Linked DNA regions of Cricetulus griseus: region 2 is linked to region 1. Evidence: chromatin contacts called from public Hi-C data. All regions are on one chromosome and are shown on one strand. The core of a region is the stretch at or near the end of the contact, and the rest is flanking DNA. Distances in the headings are between cores, read along the strand shown. Region 1 holds the start of Utrn (utrophin). Region 2 overlaps Utrn (utrophin).

What was found. Hi-C and Micro-C count contacts between places; a contact is called where the count stands out from the background.
Region 2: a contact with region 1 is called in a Hi-C map of fibroblasts, with 1.9 times the contacts expected there. The contact joins the enhancer-like site here to the promoter of Utrn in region 1. A contact is called at or near these places in 2 of 8 Hi-C or Micro-C datasets (the CHL-YN cell line and fibroblasts).

The regions. Positions count from the first base shown.
Region 1 is chr2:276,001,547-276,008,955 of CriGri-PICRH-1.0, forward strand. It overlaps Utrn (utrophin), which reads left to right and starts at 3,256. Exons shown (of 74, transcript XM_027402014.2): 1 at 3,256-3,391. It overlaps LOC118238364 (vegetative cell wall protein gp1-like), which reads right to left and starts at 3,868. Exons shown (of 4, transcript XM_035440387.1): 1 at 2,179-3,868; 2 at 294-514. The coding sequence starts at 3,401. The coding sequence ends at 2,559.
Region 2 is chr2:276,074,187-276,081,176 of CriGri-PICRH-1.0, forward strand. All of the region lies in intron 2 of Utrn (utrophin), which reads left to right. Among named protein-coding and RNA genes, the nearest start is that of Utrn, 73 kb to the left of the region's middle. Within about 2 kb of position 1,740, at least 3 of the 6 cell types and tissues checked have open chromatin away from gene starts, as enhancers often do. A contact at or near this core is called in fibroblasts, where this site is marked.

The DNA.
Region 1 (7,409 bases), core at 2,006-4,505:
CTGTAGTAGGTCACTGCCTATCCAGCATGCATTACAGGTAGCTTGCTGGATGCAGGTGTGTGAATGGTTACCCATACCTCCTAGAGACCAGTGTCCACAATCTCTCAAAATGAGGGTGCTGTAAAGGGCTCACAATGACTGCTCTTAGGGATATATAGCCCTTTGTAGTCACAGTCTCCTGCCAAATGTGGTTTTCTCACTTGCCAAAGAAAAAGACCAGCTTGAGAACTCTTGGACATTGTGTCAAGCCTTTTTTTCTTTTTTGACCCACAACATAGGTTTGTTCAAATTACCAGGTATCTTCTGTCATCACTGAAGCCGATGGCTCAAATTTGCCATATTGTTGAAGCTGGCCTTGAACTTCTGATCCTCCTGCTTCTGCCTCCAAGGAGGTGGGATGGTGAGTGTCAGCAATGGTCAGTGTGTGGTGCTGTGGATCAAACCTGGGGCTTCCCGAACGCCCAGCAACCATTCTATCAACTGAGCTACATTCCCAATCCCTCCATTATCTTTTCTGAAAAAAAAAAAAACAGAATTATTTCACTTTTATTAATGTGTCTCTGTGCATTTGTGGGAGGGCACTTGTGAAAGCCAGGAGGTTGTATCCCTTAGAGGTTGTGAGTCATCTGATATGGGTTCTGGGAACCAAACCCAGACCCTCAGCAAGAGCAGCAAGCAATTTTAACCACTGAGTTATCTTTCTAGACTCTTCTCCTTATTTTAAAAGGAGGAACTCTAAATTTCTATCAACTCTACCACTGCTACCATCTGGGTAGGAAGTGTCTGTGTGAAGGGTCCACGTGTTGGAGGCTCAGTCCTTAATTGGTAAATCCAGTCAATTACTGAAGGACAGTTGCATTCTGAGGTCTTTGACCTAGAAGAGGGATTAAGTCACTTGGTAGGTGCATGATTCATTGGAGGTGGGGCCTCCTTGGATGCAGTAGGTTACCGGAGTCATGTCTTTGGGGACTGGATCTTGTTCTGGGCCCCTCTGTTTAGGTTTCTGTTTTGTGACAGCCACAGAGTGTGCAGACTCTGGAACATGCTCTGCTGCCATTATGTTCTGCCTTGTCTCAGGTCCAAAGCAATGGATCCAGCTACTCTCAGCCTGAATCCCCTGAAACTGAGAGCTAACACAAATCTCTCCTGTTTAAGTTGTTTAGTCAGTCATTTTGTCACAGTGATAGCAATCTACATAGCACACTTGATCTGATGTCATGAGTCTTGCATATATTTGCTTCCGTGTCTTATCTCACCTACTGAATTCTACATTCTAAAGAACCTTTAGAATTCTTGCCTTAAAAGGGCAAGATCTATGTTGGATTTCTGTGTATCATCCACCCTGGCAGACCCCATACTGATGCTCAATAAAGGAAGGAATGGAGGTAAATGAGAAAGCCATATCAATTTCCAGTTGGTGTTTAGAGTCTATCTGGCTTATATGAAGGGAATCCTCAAAAGTGAAGCTGCTAAATAAGAGACTTAACAAGGAAAACTCTTCCAGGACTTCCTCCTGTCCCAGCCCTCAGTACTTCAAGACCCCAGAGGTTTTCAACTGGTAATTAACACAAGGCAAGTGAGTTATTTTTACTGGCTCATAAATTAACCCTTAAGTATTAAGGAAGCAATAAGCCAGCACTCAGTCATCAGCCATGCTTTCCTCTTTGTTTATACTAGCCGAGGACTTTGGCTGCTATTTTTGTTCCTTCCCCTCCAAGCGTGATCATGAAAACAGTCACAGGAACTCATCAGAATGAAATGTGTAGTAAGAAACAATGCACACATAATACAAAGTTATGTATTCCTAGATATGTTTTGGCTAACCCGGTAAGATTGCAACAAGTTCTGTAAACAATGTATGGTTGCTTGGAAAAATAGAAAGAAAAACAAAAAAGGTTTGACAGATGGTGCTGTTGGTAAAGCCCCTGTCTAGTACTGAAGCCTGAAGACATGAGTTGGATCCCTGTATCCCACATAAAGGTGTAAGGAGGTAACTGTACAAAGTTGTTCTCTGACTTCTGTAGTGCCGTGTCCCCAATCCATGCACCAAGTGCATGAACACACACACACACACACACACACACACACACACACACACACACACAAACACACACAGTAAAAAAATGTAAATGTCAGAACCAGCACTATTTGTGTATATTAATGAAAATATAAGTGCACCTGGAGTTATTTTCACAGCATTTAAACAAGGCTAAGACAATTGCATAAAATAAATATATCCTTGAATTTAGAACCCCAGGCTCAACAACGTCAGTAAACTGAGATGGGATGAATTGGCAAGCAGGTCCAGATTTACCTAAAAAGAAAGAAAAGAAGAAAGAAAGAAAAGACACCTTAACAGAGTGTGCCTAGGGGGGCGTGACACACATTTTTGCACAATTTGAATAAGGGGCACGGTGCGTGCGCCCAAATGCCTATTCCAGCTTCTGGCTCTTAGCACGCACGACTGGTTCCGGATTCCCGCACCGCGCACCTCACCGGGCCAGCTACTGCGGGCTGGGAGGGCGCTTAGGGCTAACGCTGATTGACCGGGCGCGCGGTCAGGTGACCCGAGGCGCCACGTTCTGAGAGCCCGGCCGGCGGTGGCTTCCTAGGCAGGGGCAGGGCCGATCCGGGAGCCGAGAGGGACTGATCTCTCCCGGAACAAAGTTGCTAGGGCCGGGGTGCCGAGGGCGCACGAGCGCCAAGGCGGCGGGAGCGGGAGGCGGCTCCGACCTGCGGGATTCACGGCTCCTGGGCTGGGCTAACCCTGCCGGAGACGCGAGCCCCCTTCCCGGGGTGGCGGGCTGACCAAGCAGCGCCCCACCCTCGCTCTCCAACAAAGGGGCCGGCGGCGGCGGGGGAGGACCGGGAGGAGGAGTCGGATCCGCGAGCTGCTCTCGCGCACAAAGTTGTGGAGTCGCCCTTCCCCGGAGGAGGGGAGCCGGCAGCGCCGGGCGCGGGATTTCTCCCGCCCAGGGCCAAGGAGGAGCCGCGGGTTCCCTCAGCCGATCAGGCGACCTCGGCGAGTGGTGCCCCTTTTCTTTCGAGTCATTCCTGCAAACGGAAAACTCCAGCGCGCGCCTGCCCCTGGCTAGCGTTTGGACTGTTTTGTTTTTGGCGGAACTACAGGGCAGGAAGATTGCACAAGTCAGGGGGCGTTTCCAATCGGGTGTCAAGCTCTTTTCTTTCTTTTTTTTTCTTCTTCTTCTTCCCCCCCTCCCCCTTTTTCGGATCTTGTCTGACTTTCCACGTTTCATTAAAAAAAAAAAAAAGAAAAGAAAAAGCAAAACCAAAATCCTCGCATCGCCCAACGTAGGCTCCCGCACACCAGGCTTCCTGAGACCCGAACACGCCCAGAGAAGCCCTTGGGCCTCAGGGACTTGGCGAGCAGGTAAGCCCATGCATTATTGAAGCTCCGGGCTGTGTAATGTGACCGCAGTCCCCGAGGGAACCGGGCGGGGGCTGAGAGGAGGTGGGACCTTTCTGCGGTTCCTCCACCCGGTCCAGAAATAGCAGGCTGGCCAACTTCTGCACTTTCCCTGGGAGCTCAGCGCCCCCATCCTGGGCGGGAGGGAGCTGGGATGAGAAGGTGGGAATCTACTTGTCGCCAAGGTCTCAAATTTCTCGGGCTGGTTCAGTGCTGTCCGTCTTGTCCCTTCCTGAGGAGAGAGGGTGTCTTCAGTTCGTTCATCGTCCTGAGCGGGCGAGCAGGGCTAGTAGTCTACAAGAGGGTACGTGGCCTCTTCAAGAGAGCCTGTCACACACCTCAGATTCCGGGAAGGCGGGGCCCGGGCGGTGTCTCGGAGGAGAGGGTGGGGAGGGCGGTTGTGCGGTCAGTGGCTTGGGGAGCGCTTCCCTGCCGGCCTCCAGGCTGGGGGCGTGCTCGACCTCTGTGTGGTTGCTATTCCCGAGGGTGGGGCCCCAGTGTGGCGAGATCGCCAGCTCCCTGCAAGCAGCTCTGGAGAGGCTGACGGGGATAGGGGGATACCTCATTGGTGCACAGTCCCGGTCGCCTGCTTTTCCGGACTCTTGGCATCCCTTAACTGCAACTGACAAGGTAATTCATGCCCCCTTTTGGCCTGGGTCTGAGGCTCTCTGCTTGCCCAAGGCCACTTACAAAACCAACAAAGAACTAATTGTGAGCTGTGCAACTTTTAGAAGGCACATTGTTCAGAGACTTTTCAAGTCCCTAGATTCCGACCGTGTGGCGTTCCAGGGTTATTTTCAAGGGGAGGAGAAAACGTGTGTGACCCCTGAGAGCCAGGGACCTGGCCTTTTTGAACCCTCAAATTAGAGCTCCTGGGTGTAATTCCGGGCTGCACTTTCTGGAGTGTCCCCGAGGGAGCATCCTTTATCCTCCTAGCCTCCAGATCACCTGGGTCACCACTATCTAGAGAGGTGGGCTCTCCAAGAGTTGCTTGGGAGGGTGCGCCTTGGCCAGAGTGCACGAATTCCAGACGAGAAGGCATCTCCTGGATGGCGAGGCAGCAGCAGCATCCATTCGGTTTGAACTTGTCCTGGGCCTCTGAAGTCAGGCTGGACTCTCGGTGGCTGGCTGCTGGTGGGCGCCGGGGACGCAGCCTACGGGTAGCATTGGGGCCTTCGTGAGCTGGAGGAATTCGAAGCTCGTGGGTCGTTCAGCCTGAGGATATCAGGCGGTGAGGGCGAGGGCCATTCGCGCTGAAGCCACCCCCCCCCCCCGTCCCTTTCACCAGCATTTATGAGACCTTCGAGATAGCGCTTTAACTCTCCTTTGGGTGTTTATCCAAAATTTATTGCGCCTGTAAACAGCATTAATCACAGTGGTATTAACCTTCCCTGGAGCGCTTCCTAGTGTGAATGGCAGTTCTTGGCACTCAGCGGTTTCCTTTACAAGTGGAATGGCAAACTTGTTCCTCCGCTTCCCTCACCACTCTCTCCAGCATTCCTAGCTTTTCGTTACTAGTGAGTGAATAGTTTTTGCAAGATTTAACAGCTTTCCGTCACAGCTGCACATGGTTGAATATTCTTTTATAATGACACTTTTTGAATGTTGTATGTTCTTGAACTTTTGCCTCTAAAGCCGCCATTTCTGGCGTTCTGGTCTGTGTAACAAACAGAGAAGCATCAACCCTGAAGGAGAAACTGGTGCATGTAGGTGGGTGGGTGGGTTTCAGTGCGAGAACCTTTCTCTAAACTTCACCACTGTCATTTAGAGGGAGGAGACCTGGCAGCAATTGTGTAGGGTTCCTTGCACAACCTCGAGGTCATTCACCTCTAGTTTCTCCCTTATATGTGTGGAGTGTGGCTCCTTCCATTCCATAGGTGTGCAAGCCGAGCCTCTTTGGGGCCCATTGCTGTTAAGGAAGCTTCGTTTCTGTTCCCACAGCTAATTATCGTAGCATTTTATTTATGTATTTTGAGACAGCTCTCATTATGTGGCCCAGACTGGCCTTGAGCTTGCTTCAGCCTCCAAAGTAGCTTGAGCCATGGGTGTTGTATCACCACGGCTGGCTTGCACTTGGTAGTTTGGAAGGAAGTATTCTTAAACTTTCTTACTGAAATTGGAACTCCTGGGACATTAATGGCAACAAGAGTTAGTGGCTGTTAAATGTTTAAATGATCTTCTGTTAGTGTCTTTCCTCGTCATTCTTTTTGTTGTTTTTGTTTTTTTTGTTTGTTTGTTTTTCTGAGACAGGGTTTCGCTGTAGGTTTTGGAGACTGTCCTGGAACTCTCTTTGAAGACCAGACTGGCCTCGAACTCTCGGATATCCCCTGCCTCTGCCTCCCGAGTGCTGGGATTAAAGGCGTGGGCTACCACCGCCCAGCTGTCTTCATTCTTTTCTAGTTCCTTGATCACTTTTTCTGCTATGATTTTGAAGTGTAGTAGGCATTTGCATTATCAAGAAGAGGACTTAGGAAAATTTATCCCAAGGAGAATGGCAGAATGAAACATTATAACGAAAAAGTGTTATTAGTCATATGGAAATGAAAGGAAGCTCTGTGTAGGTTACCTTTTTTCTTTAAAAGAAATTTAAAGATGGCTCAGTGGTTAAGAGACAGTCCAGGTTCACTTTCTTATGCCCTTTTCTGGCCTCCTTGGACACTACATACACTCATAAGGCAAGCATTTACACATACATTTTTAAAAATGCATTTAAAATATTTATTGATTGTATGTGTGAAGAGGGAGCAAGTCCCATTGCACACATGCAGAGGTGATCAGGCTTAGTGGCAGGTGCCTTTTTAGTAGAGTGGAAAACTTTTTGAGAAGCCTTAATGTGGAGGTCCCTGGATAAAACTAGTTCTAAAGGAGAGCACTGGACTTGTCTCTTGAAGGAACTTCATTCCAGGAAAGAGAATTTTCCTTAGACAACTGGGATTTTCCATAATAACATGTTTATATATTCTCTGAACAAGATTCTGGGTCTCTAAAAATATTAAGATACACATAAAAGTTTAGCAACTCTTTCACAGTTTTGTAGTTGTAGATAGGAATATAAAATTTTATGATGATATTCTTTGGGTGAAGTTTGTTTTTGTTTGTTTGTTTTTCCATCTCATGTATCCCAGGCTTGCCTCAAACTCTCTGTATAGCAGGGAGTGTATATGAATTCCTGATTCTCCTGCTGGGGTTACTGGTCCACTCCAGGTAAAAAACTGTTTGGCAAATGGCCAGGCTGCCATCCTTTTTCCCTGGTCTCTTTTGAGGTCAATGTTGTTGTTTGTTTTTGTAGTTCTGGGGATCAAACCCAGAGCCGTGTGCATAATAGGTAAGTCCTATATCACTGAATCACGTCCTCAGCCCTTTTAGTTTCTTTTAAATTTTTGGACAGGTAGCTGTGAGTCACCATACCCAGATCTATAAACTCTTTTTTTTTTTTTTTGGTTTGATATTTTGAAACAGGGTTTCTCTGTGTAGCCCTGTATGTCTTGGAACTCGCTTTGTAGACCAGACTGGCTTCTAACTCAGGTATCCACTTGCCTTTGCCTCCCCAGTGCTGAGATTAAAGGCATGTGCCACTACACCCGGGCTCTGTAAATTCTTAATAATTGTACAATCATATAAACATTTAAAAAGTTTTTTTATTGTCCCATAAAGTCTGGGAGACTGATGAATCAATGTATACATTGAGCGGAAGTGGTTCGTAAAGCTTCAACAACTTGCCAATGTTCCTTTGCTTTAACTCTCATTTTGCTATCGTTAATGGACTCTAGTCGCTTCCTGACTTGTAGAAAGAGAAGTTATTATGCTACATAATGTTTATATTTATATAATAAAGTAGTACTGAAGGCTATAGTGCTTGCTTGTTAAATAATAGAACACAATATACTATTATAGAAATATGAAATTTAAAATAACAGTATTGTACAACTCCTTCTTAGATGAAACAATTGAAGCGGCTCATTGGTTCAGAGCACTTGTTCCT
Region 2 (6,990 bases), core at 490-2,989, 71 kb after region 1:
ATATACTATGGAGCCTGTTAGGGTTAGGAGAAGGAGGCTGTGGAGTGGGACTTGAAATTAAATACCAGTTCTGTTGATACTGAACTCAGTGATGCCAGTGGCTGGAGGGAGGACTCAGTGGCTAAGATCACTTGATGCTCTTGAAGAGGACCCAGGTTCAGCTCTCTGCACCCATATGGGGTGGCTCGTAACCATCCATAAGTCTTGATCCCAGAGACCTAATGGTCTTTTCTGAACTATAAAAGTGCCGTCTCTCTCTCTCTCTCTCTCTCTCTCTCTCTCTCTCTCTCTCTCTCTCTCTCTCTGTCTCTGTCTCTCTCTCTCTCTCTCTCTCTGTCTCTCTCTCTCTCTCTCACACACACACACACACAGACATACACACATTCATTCAGGCACACACACATACGTACACTTACTATACAATAAATTAATAAAATCTTCAAGGTAAGCTTTGAAGACTCACCCTGTCCTGTAAAGGAATGTGCATATATACTATACACATTGCTTGTCTTAGCCTGATTGAGGGAAGTATTATAATAAATGGTGACCATTTATGATAATGGAGTCTTTGAAGCTAATCTAGAAAAAGATATGTCTAGGTATTTAAGGAAGATGAGACTTTTGTTTAAATCAGACTCCTTGTTTGTCAACATTCACTGTGTATTGATCTGTTCCTGTTCTGCAATCCAGATCCCTGAGGAATTTTTCATGTCAAGGCATTGGGCCTTCAATGCTAGGCTCATTTATCTGCAGATACTTGCATGGCAGGAAACACAAACCAGTATAGGACAAGTGGACTGCAGTTGTTTGGAGGATATGATGGTGGCATGATGCCCAAAGTGTTTTTGCTGGTTGCAAAGCTCACTTTCATTTGTTCAGTAAGGATCCCCCTCCCCTCCTCTTCTGATTGCAGGTTTGCAGGCAGGCAGAGAAACTGGGCACTTAGAATCACCCATGCCTTTCACTGCAATGTGACCTATTTGCTTTCTGGAGCCTTGTATAAATAGCTTTATTTAGTCTGCAAGTAGGGTTATTTCTCCAACTGGAGGAGACCTGTCACCGTAGTCTAGAAACCTGATGGATGCTGTTGAATGTTGCTGCTCCAGATACTGTAGGAGGCTGGCTCCAAGGTACTTGGAAGAAAAACACCAAGCACAGATTCTTGCAGTTCACTTGCACATCATCAGGGAACGTACTGCCAGATAGCCATCTGCCTGGCCCTTCAAGAAGCAAGGCGCTCTTATCGCACCAGAACTGACCCTTTTCTCTTGGTACAACCAGCTCCTTGTTGAGAACTTAAAGCCAAGGTTGGACTTCTGGCTTCTGACCTGGCTGGCCTATTTTCTTGTTGACTTCAGGACTGTATGCCTTCAGCTTCTGCTTGGTCCAAGGCACTAACCCCTTTCCTGGTATTTGTAGCTCTGGATTCTTTTGCCAAGGAAGCTTACAGTTCAAGCAGATCCCCTTTCCTTTGTTATAACTCACCCTTTCAGCATAGCAGCTGCCAGTCCTCTGAGAGGCATTTGAATTAGTGAAGATGGTTGTAAATATGTAGAGCGTTGCATGATCCTGTATACTTTTAATGCCAGCCCTTGGTGGGGAGAGGCAGGGGTATCGCTGCAACCCAGACTGGTCTAGGTAGTAAGGTCTAGGCAAACCAGGGTTACATAGTGAGATCCTGTTGAAAGCATGTAAGTGAGAAGAAGAAAAGAGAAGACTCTAACTCTGAGTCACTAGTGTGAAAAAAGGAAAGCACAGTCAGGGTGTGTCTGTATGTTGTGCCAGGAAGTAGTGCTGGCTTGGTGTCTTAGGATGACTAATTCCTAGCTTGTTGGGTATGCGTTGGAAAGGATTGCAAGCATTAGTTTCTAAGTTTCTATTTTATTTTTTCATCTGCTTATCTTTCTTGAGTTGTGTTACACCTGGTCAAGAATTGGGGGGAAAAATGATCTGGTGAACATGCATAGAGTGCCTGCCTGCTGTTTCCTTGGTCTTAAGACTGTTAGTGGAAGCATTGCAGTGGTTTAAATAGTTTTGTATGTGTGTGTGTGGCTTTTTTTTTTTTTGCTGTTGTTGTTATTCTTTTTGCATTTTTGAGGCAGAGTCTCATGTATTTAGAATGCTGGGTTACAGGTAGGTACATGACACAGTGTCTGATTTATGTGGTGCTGGGGATCAAAAACAGGGCTTTGTGCCGGCCAGGCAAGGAGTCTTCCAATTGAGCCGAATCTCTGGCCCTAAATCTGGTTTAAATGTATTGATTCTACTCACTGGTAGCCCAGGGTCACAGCACACTTTGCAGACAGTGCACAGAGTAGGTGATAGGCATTTGTCCTGAGTTAGCAGTGCAGGAGCATCACTGAGGTGCCTTGGACCTCATTTCACACTTGAGTGATGGTTTTGAGATCTAGACCAGTCCTGTAGAAAGGTGGTGGGTGTGAGTGCTACTAATATCAACATCCTGGCACTTAGTGAGAAGTGCCAGCCAACAGGCAGATTGCAGGGGTGATGGGGAAAAAAGAGTTGCAGCTCTAAGCAACCTGGTCAAGAGGGCACTGTTTTGCTGTTCAAGTGGGTTAAAATTGGAAAACTAATTAACATTCGAAAAGGCTCTTCTGCGGAAATGACTGTAGGTTAAAGGGAGCAGGTTGGAGTTGGAACACCCATTCAGCCTGAAAAATCCTGTTCTCTCATTTTGTTCCACCAAAATAGAGTGAAAGCGAGCACATCTGCCTTGCTTCTGGCTTCCAGCTGCTTGACTGGCACGATAGAGTCAGTTTTTGGTGACTGAGAAACATTGCCAAGCTTGCCAGACTGACCTTGAACTTCTGATCCTAATGCTGGGATTCCAGGTGTAGGTCACCAGTTCTTGCTTTCTTTTATGTTTGAGAAAACTCACTGTAATTTATTATTTGCATTTTAATCCTTAAAGTATATTTCTTCTTCATTCCCCAGCTCTTTTATTCTTTGTGCTTTTTTCCTCCTTCCTTCCTTCCTTCCTTCCTTCCTTCCTTCCTTCCTTCCTTCCTTCCTTCCTTTCTTTCTTTCTTTCTTTCTTTCTTTCTTCCTTTTTGGCGTGGTGCAGATGTGTATGCATGTGCATGAATATGGCCAGACATGAATATGGAGGCCAGAGGGCAATTCGTGGGGATGAGTTCTCGTTTTCTACCATATGGACTCTGAACATTGCATGCAGCTTGTCAGGGTTGGTGGCAAACAACTTTACCCGCTAAACATATTGCCAGTCTGCTTTTTTACCTTCCATTTAGGATGATTTTAGATTTATAGAAAAATTGTGAAGATGGTTCTGAGATTCCACTCCCCTCTGCCTTAGTTTAAGACCTTAATATTATTGCTGTATTTGTTAAACAAATGAACTGCTATTGATATATTCTTCATGAAGTTATTAACACAAATCCAAAAAACTCCTCAAGAGTTAGTGTTAAGTTTTTAAAAATTTATACCAGAGATATTATTTATAATGTGCCCATTTTGATTTGAATTCTTTTTGAGTGTGCTCAGACACAGAACTTTTGGTTCCTTCTATGTCATAGTTGCAACACATTCACCAAACATATGTGAATACTTATGACATGGGTGTCTGTATCTAATATCATCACCTGTAGTTGGAGTTTCATTCCAGCCTAGTCCCGCCACTCTTTAGCCCCAAATAAACACACTGAGGCTATATTAATTAGAATCTGTTGACTGATGGCTCAGGCTTCTTACTGGCTAGCTTTCTCTTAATTCATAACTCATTTCTATTAAACTGTGTATTGTCATAGGGTTGTGGCTTAGCTGTAATCTGGCATATTACTCCTTCGGCAGCATGGGGTCTCCCTGGCAGCTTCTCTCTGCCTCCTCTCCCCAGCTTCTCCTCATCTGGTTCCTGCCTATCCTTCCTGCCAGGCTATTGGCCAGCCTGGCTACTGGCCAATTAGTGTTTTATTCATCAGCCAAAAAGAGAAACATATATACAGAAGGACATTCCCCCTTCAATCCCCTTCTGAACCTGGTGAGGAGAAGGCTATTTTGAAGTCAAACATGGGTCTAATCTCTTTGAGTTACTCTGTAGTAATGACTTATCAACACCTTAGGTCTCATAAGACATATATTTGTATATTTGTTTTAGTTACTTGTAGCCCTCTCAGGTAGAAGTTATCATTCAAAATATTTAACAGTTATGGCACAACCCTTGCGCAATCAGATTGAAGGCCAGATGATCAGAAAGGATGCCAGCTCATAAATGAATAAATGCCCTGCTAACTTTTGAGTGCCCTATAAATAATCTCTAGACATTGTCATATGTCTCAGCTGGGAGCCCTAATGTAAGGTATAGCAGCCAGGCTTGCTGACAGTGAGTACTATATAAATATTTGTCATTGTTGATGTCTTCTTTCATTTCTCATTCATCTCATTTATCTCATATATGATCAATTTAAAACATATAGCTTAGTGGGACATGAGTAGTTAAGTCACTATGTGTTAAAAATGAGGTTCCAGGTCAGCAAGATGACTCAGGAGGTAGAGGTATTTGCTATGTGAGCCTGATGACCTGAGTTTTGTACCTGGAATTGATGGTGGGAGGAGAGAATTGACTCCTCCAAGTTGTCCTCTGACCTCCACTTGTGTGCTCTGATTTGTGCATTGATGTACACAACACATGCGCTCTCTCTCTCTCTCTCTCTCTCTCTCTCTCTCTCTCTCTCTCTCTAGTTTTTTACTTAAAAGAAACCTGAGAACTTGTTTAAAAAGATAAACACATGTTTCCATTTTTTATGATTAGAGTACATTTTTGGGTTGGGGATATAGCTGAGTTGTCAGAGGGCTTGTCTAGTATGTATGAGATGAGACCTGACTTCAGTCCCCAGCACCACACAAGTCAGGTGTGTTAGCTCACTTCTGTAATGAAGGATTAGGAACCCATTGTTATCCTTGGCTACACAAAGAGTTTGAATTGGAGGCTACCCTGTGTGCTGCATGAGACCCTATCTTTAAAAAGAAAAGGGGATGTAATTTGTAGATTTCAAATTTTATTAGTGATGTGCACTATGGTAGAAGTGTATAGATTCCTTGGTTCACTGCCCTCTTCCCTGTCCCTCTGCCACCTGTGGGAAGAGAAGACTATCTAGAGGAGAAGAGGACTCATAGGTGTGGAATTTGGAGGCCAGTTGCTCCCAACCCCCTTTCACCCACCACTTCCTGCTTTGAATGATCCCAGCAGCAGGCTTGGAGCCTGTACTTTGGTTCCTGCCAAATCCCCTCATTTGCCCATGATGATATGTTATTAGCATCTTGATCCCTGTTATTTGTTAAGTTAATCTGCTCTTCGGAATCTAGTAAGATCACTTCTGTGAATTCATTTTTTAATATATGTTCTGAGTTGGTGCAACTATGCTGGAAGACAGTGAAGCCCAACAATTTAGTATCACCAAACAGGGTTTTATATCTAGCCCCTTCCTGTCCTCAGAGTTCTAGAACAGACACTTCAGTTGTTCAAACGGTCTTTCTCTTGTGTGTTCTAAGGTGGACATTTTCCTATTAACAGAATTGAGTTTTTCACTGTCCTTAATCCACAGAAACAGAACAATCCATGGGACAGGAGGATCAGATAAGAGTTCCAAGCTAGCACCCTTGATCTCAGGGCTTCAGTGGAAACTCGGGGCATCTTACTTTACTTTAAGTTGACTAGATTGTGTTTCTTAGCAAATACTCATCTTGCCAGTACTGGTTGATTATAAAGTTTTTGTTGTTGCTTTCTTTTTCTTAAACCCAGACTGGCCCCAGACTGGTTGGCAGTTGATCTTCCTCCCTCTAATTCCCAAGGGTTGGGATTACAGGCCTCCATCACCACACTATTTTTTTTTTTTTTTTTTTTTTCCGAGACAGGGTTTCCCTGTGGCTTTGGAGGCTGTCCTGGAACTAGCTCTTGTAGACCAGGCTGGACTCGAACTCACAGAGATCCACCTGCCTCTGCCTCCCGAGTGCTGGGATTAAAGGCGTGCGCCACCACCGCCCGGCACCACACTCTTTATATTGTAGAGTGAATCAGGCACAGCCTGATTCATGACCTCAGGCACAGCCTAAAGAGAACTACATGAACAGTTTTCTGTGCTTGTTTTTGTTATTATCATTGCCATTGGTTCCTTCCTGGATTTTAGTTACTTATTTCTCATAACTTCCTAGGAACCGAACTTTTGGGATAAGAAGTTTAATTTTAGGATTATTGACCTGGATTAAGTGCTGTTCAGGTAACTCAGTCAAGTTTAGTATGTTTAAGAATATTGTTTCCAGGCAATATCTAGTTGTTTGTATTTGCTGTTTATTTTTATTTTTTAAAGGATTTCAAATTTTTATGTGTATGGGTATTTTGCTTGACCGTGCACCTGTGTACTGTATGCATACCATGGCAGCAGAGGCCAGGATCTCCTGGGGCTGGGCTTATAGACAGTTGTGAGTTGCCATGTAGGGGCTGGGATTTGAACCCAGGGGGTCCTCTGAAGAGGAGCCAATGCTCTTAATTGCTGATCCATTTTGCCAGCAACCCTTTTTTTTTTTTTAAATAAAGATTTTATTTTTATCTTTTAATTTACAAAGATGTATCTGTTGGGTATGGAGATAGGTGTTTGAGTACCTTCAGAGGCCAGAAGAGGGAGTTGATAGCTGAAGTGTAATTGTTCCATCTTTCAGCATTACCCTTGGTCACAGTGGTTTCTCCATGCGCCCTGGGCCCCAAATCAATGGTAACTTACTTGGTAGTGAATGATCTTCCATTGGCCAGCTTTCTATATCTGTCCTGACTAGTTTTATGTCAGGATGACACAGGCTTGAGTCATTTGAGAGGTAGGAACCTCAACTGAGAAAATGCCTCCCTAAGATTTTGCTGCAGGCAAACCTGTAGGACAGTTTTTAAATTAGTGATTGATGAGGGAGGGTTCAGTCCATTGTGGGTGCTTGGGCTGGGCTGGTGTCCTGGGTTCTATATGAAAG